Linked DNA regions of Mus musculus: region 2 is linked to region 1. Evidence: chromatin contacts called from public Hi-C data. All regions are on one chromosome and are shown on one strand. The core of a region is the stretch at or near the end of the contact, and the rest is flanking DNA. Distances in the headings are between cores, read along the strand shown.

Region 1 (2,921 bases), core at 42-2,541:
AACTAAACGCTGCCGTTGTCCCTACAGCCAGAGCGCTGTTAGGCAGTACGCGTTCATCGTCACAAGTTAGCGTTTGAGCGCAGGCTAGGCTCACTAGGTAAGAACCGTTTTTGCCGGGCTGACTGGACAGTGAGTCTCCAAGGAGCCAAGGCCACCTCGAGGGTTGCTAGTCAAGGTCCCGTGGCGTACGCCATCGCCAGTGCTCCCGAAGTACGTATGAAAGAGGAAAAAGTAAAAAGGCAATCCTCAACTTTTTGCAAAGAGGGCCGGGCGGGCGCCTCGGGCCGGGCCGCCTGGCGGTCCGCGGGCTCCCGCGTCACGCCCACCTCCACACGCCGCGCTCCCCTCAGGCGCCTCAGCCCCGCGGCTGCCCGCGCTTTCCTCACCTTTCTCAAGGAAGTTGGTCACCACCAGCATCCCCGGCGCCGCCGGGCTCGGCTGGGCGAAAGGAGTCGAGGTCCCTGAGCGGGACGGAGCCGCAGAGAGCGAGGGCGAGGCGCCCTCCGCGCCCTCCTTCTGCCGCTTTCGGTTCTTCTTGGAAGACATGACCGCAGGCTGTCGGAGAAAAGCAGCCCCGAGCCGGCTCAACGTGCGCGGCACGGGGATCAAACTTCCGGGTCAGAGGTCAGCGGCGCGGCGCGCACGCCGTAATGCTCCGCGTAGAAGCGCCACCCACGAGGCGGAGGCGGAGAGCGAGGGTCTCGCAAGACACCGTTTCGGAAAGAAAGAAGGGCTAGGCGTAGGCACCGCCGTTGACGTTATGAACCCTTGAAAAGTGGACTTCGGCTGTTCCGCTGCTTTGCCTAGTCCCGAAGCGAATGTGGTTGGGCTTAAAGTAACAACAACAAAATCCGAAAGTTTCTCCTCTCTGTTCCAGACCCGTCGAGGACAGTCAGCTCCACTAAGCTCTACCAAATGGCAAGTCCAGCTCAAGCTTAGCGGGTGGAGACACGTTTCGAGAGTTTACGGTCGGCCCTCCTCCCAGCGAAAAGGGGCGGAGCGAGCTCCGGAAGAGGCCTGAGAGTGTTCGCCGCGAGATGGGGCGGGGCGATCGCCGGAAAGAGGTGAGGTTGCACGGGGTCACGAGAGTGGGGCGGGAAGGGGCGGGGCGTGCTCCCTGGAGGAGACAAGGCTACGTCAGGCGATGTGGGCGGGGCGGGAAGGGGCGGGGCGTGCGCCCAGGATGAGACCAGGCTACGTCTGGCGTGGTAGACCGGGCAGGGCTGGAAGGGGCGGGGCGTGCGACAGGGAAGAGATGCTACGTCAGGCGATGTGGGCGGGGCGGGAAGGGGAGAACGGAAAGGCTAGGTGCAGCCATGTGGTGGGTGAGGAGGACCCGCTACTGGTTCTCCACATTGCTTTACGCGGGCGGAGCCAGGCTCCGGCCGGGGCGGCGCACAGCCTCGGGCGGCCTGGAGACCCCGGGCTCCTGCGGGGCCGAGCTACAAGGCGAGCTGGACAGATTTGGGGGCGTCTCGGTGCACTTGTCGCGGCACCATACGTTGCACGGGCTGGATGCCGCCGCCTTCCGGAGGCTCTTGCAGGGCAAGTGCGGGTCTCGGGCCCCGGAAACCAGGGCGGAGCGTGTGGGCTCTGAGGTGAAAGCTGAAAGGACACCCAGCGGTCCTCTCGCTGTGACCTGGAAGTGCCCTCAGCCACGTCCCGGCCCGAACCCTGAATGCTTGCCCCTGAGACTGACACGGGATTCGCAGCGCCTAGCACGGTGTCGGCCACGCCTTTAACTCTTAGTAAACACTGACAGCCTCACTGTGTGCTACCTTGCAACCTTAGTTTTGCTGCTACTTGGATTCTGCCACATGCTTTGCCAAGCAAAACGGTTTCCTAACCGGGATGGGTGCCAGTGCTTGCATCTACCCACAGAGCTTTGCAGTTTTCAGTAGGAACACATCACTGGTACATCACTGGCTTTGAACGGTGAACCCAGTTATCTGAAAGGATGCTTGTGTGAAGGAGTCCCCCTCACTTTGGGATAAGTGTCTGATTTGTTAGAACAGCCTGTTTTTCAAACTGAAGGCATAGCATGGAAATTTAGCATGGAATGGAAAAGATCCTTTCACATAACCAGGAAACCACAAATGATCTTTATTCTGTGAGCAACAAACACGGCAAGTTAGCGACTCTAATGCTGTTTAATCTTCAAACAAGGCTATTTAACATCATCTCTCCTGCTTATAAGTGCTTAGACTTCAACACTTTCACCAGTAGGAGAATCGAATCAGTTCATCCTCTGATATGTGCACGTATATGGATGGGCACAGGCATTTGCCATACTTAGATAGTTTTTCCCAGTGGGAGATGATAATCTAAGCACCACTCCAGAAGTGTATTGGATCTTGAAACAAGTCCAAGGTTCGAGTTCAAGATTGTGTTACGAACTTTTCCAGGTATTCATTAATCAAATGACCACTAAAAAGACTTCTAATGCTAGCCAGCTCTGAATACTGGATAAGTGTGATCAAAGACACGCTGAATGAGACCCCTTTAATAAAACATTTCACTGTCATTATCAAGTATTAGACATTGTTTTAAGAATCTAACAACTAGGAATGTATCTCATCTCCATAACCTGGAAGTACATGCTCTGCCCAGTTGAAGGATGATGGTGCCAAGGCCCAGAGACAACGGGTACCTCCCTCTGGCTCTGGTCTTTGCTTTCTTCACACTGTTCTTGAGCTTCCAATAGTTCTGTTGTGATGGAATTAAACCAAACTAGTTGGCAGTTCCTGTAAACAGGAGCTTATCTGAGGAGAAAGCCTGATTCGATGTCTCTTTAAGGAGATTAGATGTTGTCTGTAATGAGTTAGTAAAGGCTGTTAAAGCATATTGCATATGAAGGTCACTATTTACCACTGCTTTTACATAACTCAGATAGTAGGATTATAGTATACTTAGCCCTACAT
Region 2 (3,245 bases), core at 547-3,046, 3.5 Mb before region 1:
TTTTTCCAAGTAATCTGCAATAAAATTCTTGGGGGGAGGGGCTAGAAAATCTGCACATACAGCTTGATGATAAAGCACTTGCCCAGCAAGCACAAAGCCCTAGGCTCATCCCCATGAGGGGGGAAAAGAATCTCCAGTTTCACTTTGAAACGTTTTAAAGTCTAGAAAACTGAGTTTATAAAAACTCGGAGCCAGGCGGTGGTGGCGCATGCCTTTAATCCCAGCACCCGGGAGGCAGAGGCAGGTGGATTTCTGAGTTCGAGGACAGCCTGGTCTACAAAGTGAGTTCCAGGACAGCCAAGGCTGTAAAGAGAAACCCTGTCTCCAAAAACCGAAAAGCAAACAAAACAAACAAACAAACAAAACAAAAACAAACACACAAAAAACTCGATTAATATTTCATAGTTCAATAAATATTATAATGCCTAGTACTCTGTGTAAATCTAGATATGGAGGGGTAACAGAGTGATCAACAGGTTTCTCTACGAAATTTTAAGAAGACTTGATATACCATGTTCTCTTCACTTATTTAGCAATGGTAGTAAACTGCTCTTTTCAGCAGGCCAGAATTGTACTAATACAAGATGGAGAGCAAAACTCAGTGCTTTTGTTTTGTTTTTCCTTAAGGTGTCAAAATTTAGTAAGAATTAATAAGGAGAGCAGAATGTCTATAATCCCAGTATCTTGAAGAAGACAGTGACGTGAGGATCAAGAATTCCACAACCCCCTGGGCTACACAAGTAGATAGTGTTTCAAAAAGCAAGCAAAATAACAAAAGCAAATAAGTTAGTGAGCATTTCTGCGTGCAAAACCTAAGAAACTAAATTGGTTCTGCGTGCAAAACCTAAGAAACTAAATTGGTTCAACATTTATCTCCCCCTACAGGAGAGATAAAACAATCACAATTGTACAGGATCCCTTCACCGCATTTGACCCTCACAACCCCATAAACATGCTCAAACTTCGGCTGTTCCACCAACTCTCCCCAGACCAGCGAAAACTTGCCAACAAAACAGCCGCAATTCCCACAGAAAAGTTCAGTTATTTTAGTGCAGTTTTATTAAAAAAAGAAAAAAAAAGAAAAAGGAGAGTTTTACTCAGCATTTCCATTCTAACTTTTTTCTTTTTGACTTCTCTTCGAACGCCTAATCCTCTACATCAATCGGCATACGCCACCAAATACAAGCCAGTCTTCATTTTACTTTCTAACTGCAGTTGCTGCAACCCAAATAAAGCCCCAAGGGCCATATTGCATGGGTCAGCATTCGAACGCAAAGGCACAACCCAATTGCTAACGCGCAGGCTACCGTGGGACCAGCTGTGCGATCCGGACTCTGAATCAACTGTCCTGTGTCAGGCATTCTGAAACACAACCACACAACCGCAAAAACACCTAATACCAGCTGCCTTCACAGCCACATCTACCTAGCAGCTTTTCGAGACTTTCGTTTCACCACCTCACTTCAGGAGCCAGCCCAATCGGACTTCCACTTACAAATCCGCTCGTCCCGACTCGCCTCTACTCTGTGTCAAGTTCCCGGAAACTTTTCCACGGTATTCACCGCGTCTAGGACGCCGACACGTGAAGGCACGAGCCCAGCACAGCCCCGCTGCCCAGTCACCCACGTCGTGCCCCTACCCGTCAAGGAGAACCTGAGGTCCCACCTCTTCCTGTCGCTCCCTCTCCTAGATGTCCATTTATGTAAATCGGCACGGTGAATGACACCTAGGAACCAAACACCTCCCGCGGACCGCACTCACCGGCCTCCGGGGAGTCCTGAGCGGGCGACGGCACGCCGGTGCCCACGGTGGACAGGTGCTGCGGCAGCTTCTTGGTCCACGGGTTCCCCTTTGGCGGCGGCGGCGGCGGCTTGTCCTCCGGGCCGGCTGCCGCTGGGTCCTCGCGGGCGTCCTCCGGTGGGTCCCGCGGTGCTGGCGGCGGCAGCGGCGGCGGTGGTGGTGGCGGCGGCGGAGGCGGCGGCGGCAGCGGCGGAGCCTCCCCGCCGAAGGGACCCCCGGGCGCACGCGCCTTGTGCGCCAGGTGCAGCGCCAGCGGCCTCACGGGCACGGCCGCTTGCGGCACGCTGTGTCCCAGCACGAGCGCCGGCGACGGCTCTCCCCGCGCACCCGCGCTGGTGGCGGCCGCGGCCCGCTCCTCCCTCGCCTCCTTGCCCTCCCGCTCGCCGGGCGCCGGCTGCTCCGCCCGCCGGCTCGTCGCTGCCAACAGCGCGTCCCGGTCTCCGGCCACGGCGGGCGGGTCCTCCCGGGTGGCAGCGGCGGGCACCGGGGCGCGAGCGGACATGGCCGGCCCCTGGCCCCAGCCTCCTGCCCAGCCGGGGGCCGTCCGGGTCCAGGGAGCCCGGCCGCCCCTCTCTCCACACGGGGGCACCGACCCGCTTCGGTCCTGGGACGCGGAACCCGCCCGCCGAGGCGTGCAGCGCCCGGCGTGCCCGTCCTCCCCGCCCGCCGAGCGGAGCGCTAACCGCCCGCCGCCTGGCCTCGTCGCAGCGCACGGCCGGAGCTCGCCACTCGCGCCGGGCGCGCCCGAGCCGCGAGCCCTCAGCGGGCGCGGGCGACAACGCGGCGCTCCAGCCAGTCTGAAGGATCTCTGGCGAGCTGCGGAGGCGCGCGCGGCCTGAGCCGGTAACTGTCCCTGAGGGCGGGGCATGCAGAGGGCGAGGCAGCCAGGGGCGGGGCGTGCAGAGGGCGAGGAAGGCTACTGGGCGGGGCGTACAGAGGGCGAGGAGGGCCAATGGGCGGGGTGGCCAGGTAGGCGGGGCGTTTATAGGCTGAGGCGGGCCGATGGGCTGGGCGTGCGGAGGCGGAGGCGTCCAAGAGGCGGGGCGCGCAAGGGGAAAGGCGTGCCAGTGGGCGGGGCGTGATGTAGGCAAGAGCCAAGATAATCAGCGTTCAGTAGGCCAGGTGCCCAAGGACCAGGGCGAGGGCCAGTCAGGGTGAGGGGCGGGGCGGGTAGAGGGCGAGGCAGGTTAGGGGGCGGGCACCCTGGAAAGTGACGTGGCCACTTGCGGGCATTCCCTAAACGCTGCGGGCGACCGCGGCCTGTGGAGTCTTCCCGAATGCGGCGGGCATGGTTTGATGAGAGCCCCGCCCTAGCGGATCGCGAGGATGAACCTGCTACGCTTGGGGAGCATCTTACGTCTGTGACCCAGGGACTAGGAGGACAATCTTCAGGAACCAGGAGGACCAGAAAGTCCATTTGCGCTAAGGTGAAACGCTTCAGGCTT

The links. A called contact is a pair of places that touch in the nucleus more often than the background predicts.
Region 2: a Hi-C map of uterus shows a contact between it and region 1, with 7 times the contacts expected there. The contact joins the promoter of Larp1b here to the promoter of Nudt6 in region 1. A contact is called at or near these places in 1 of 39 promoter capture datasets (pre-B cells) and 3 of 484 Hi-C or Micro-C datasets (erythroblasts, muscle stem cells and uterus).

What each region holds. Positions count from the first base shown.
Region 1 is chr3:37,417,966-37,420,886 of GRCm38.p6, reverse strand. It overlaps Nudt6 (nudix (nucleoside diphosphate linked moiety X)-type motif 6), which reads left to right and starts at 1,291. Exons shown (of 5, transcript NM_001291044.1): 1 at 1,291-1,545. The coding sequence starts at 1,317. Spata5 (spermatogenesis associated 5) reads right to left here and starts at 937. Exons shown (of 16, transcript NM_001163511.2): 1 at 387-937. The coding sequence starts at 546.
Region 2 is chr3:40,949,201-40,952,445 of GRCm38.p6, reverse strand. It overlaps Larp1b (La ribonucleoprotein domain family, member 1B), which reads right to left and starts at 1,796. Exons shown (of 10, transcript NM_001040399.2): 1 at 1,762-1,796.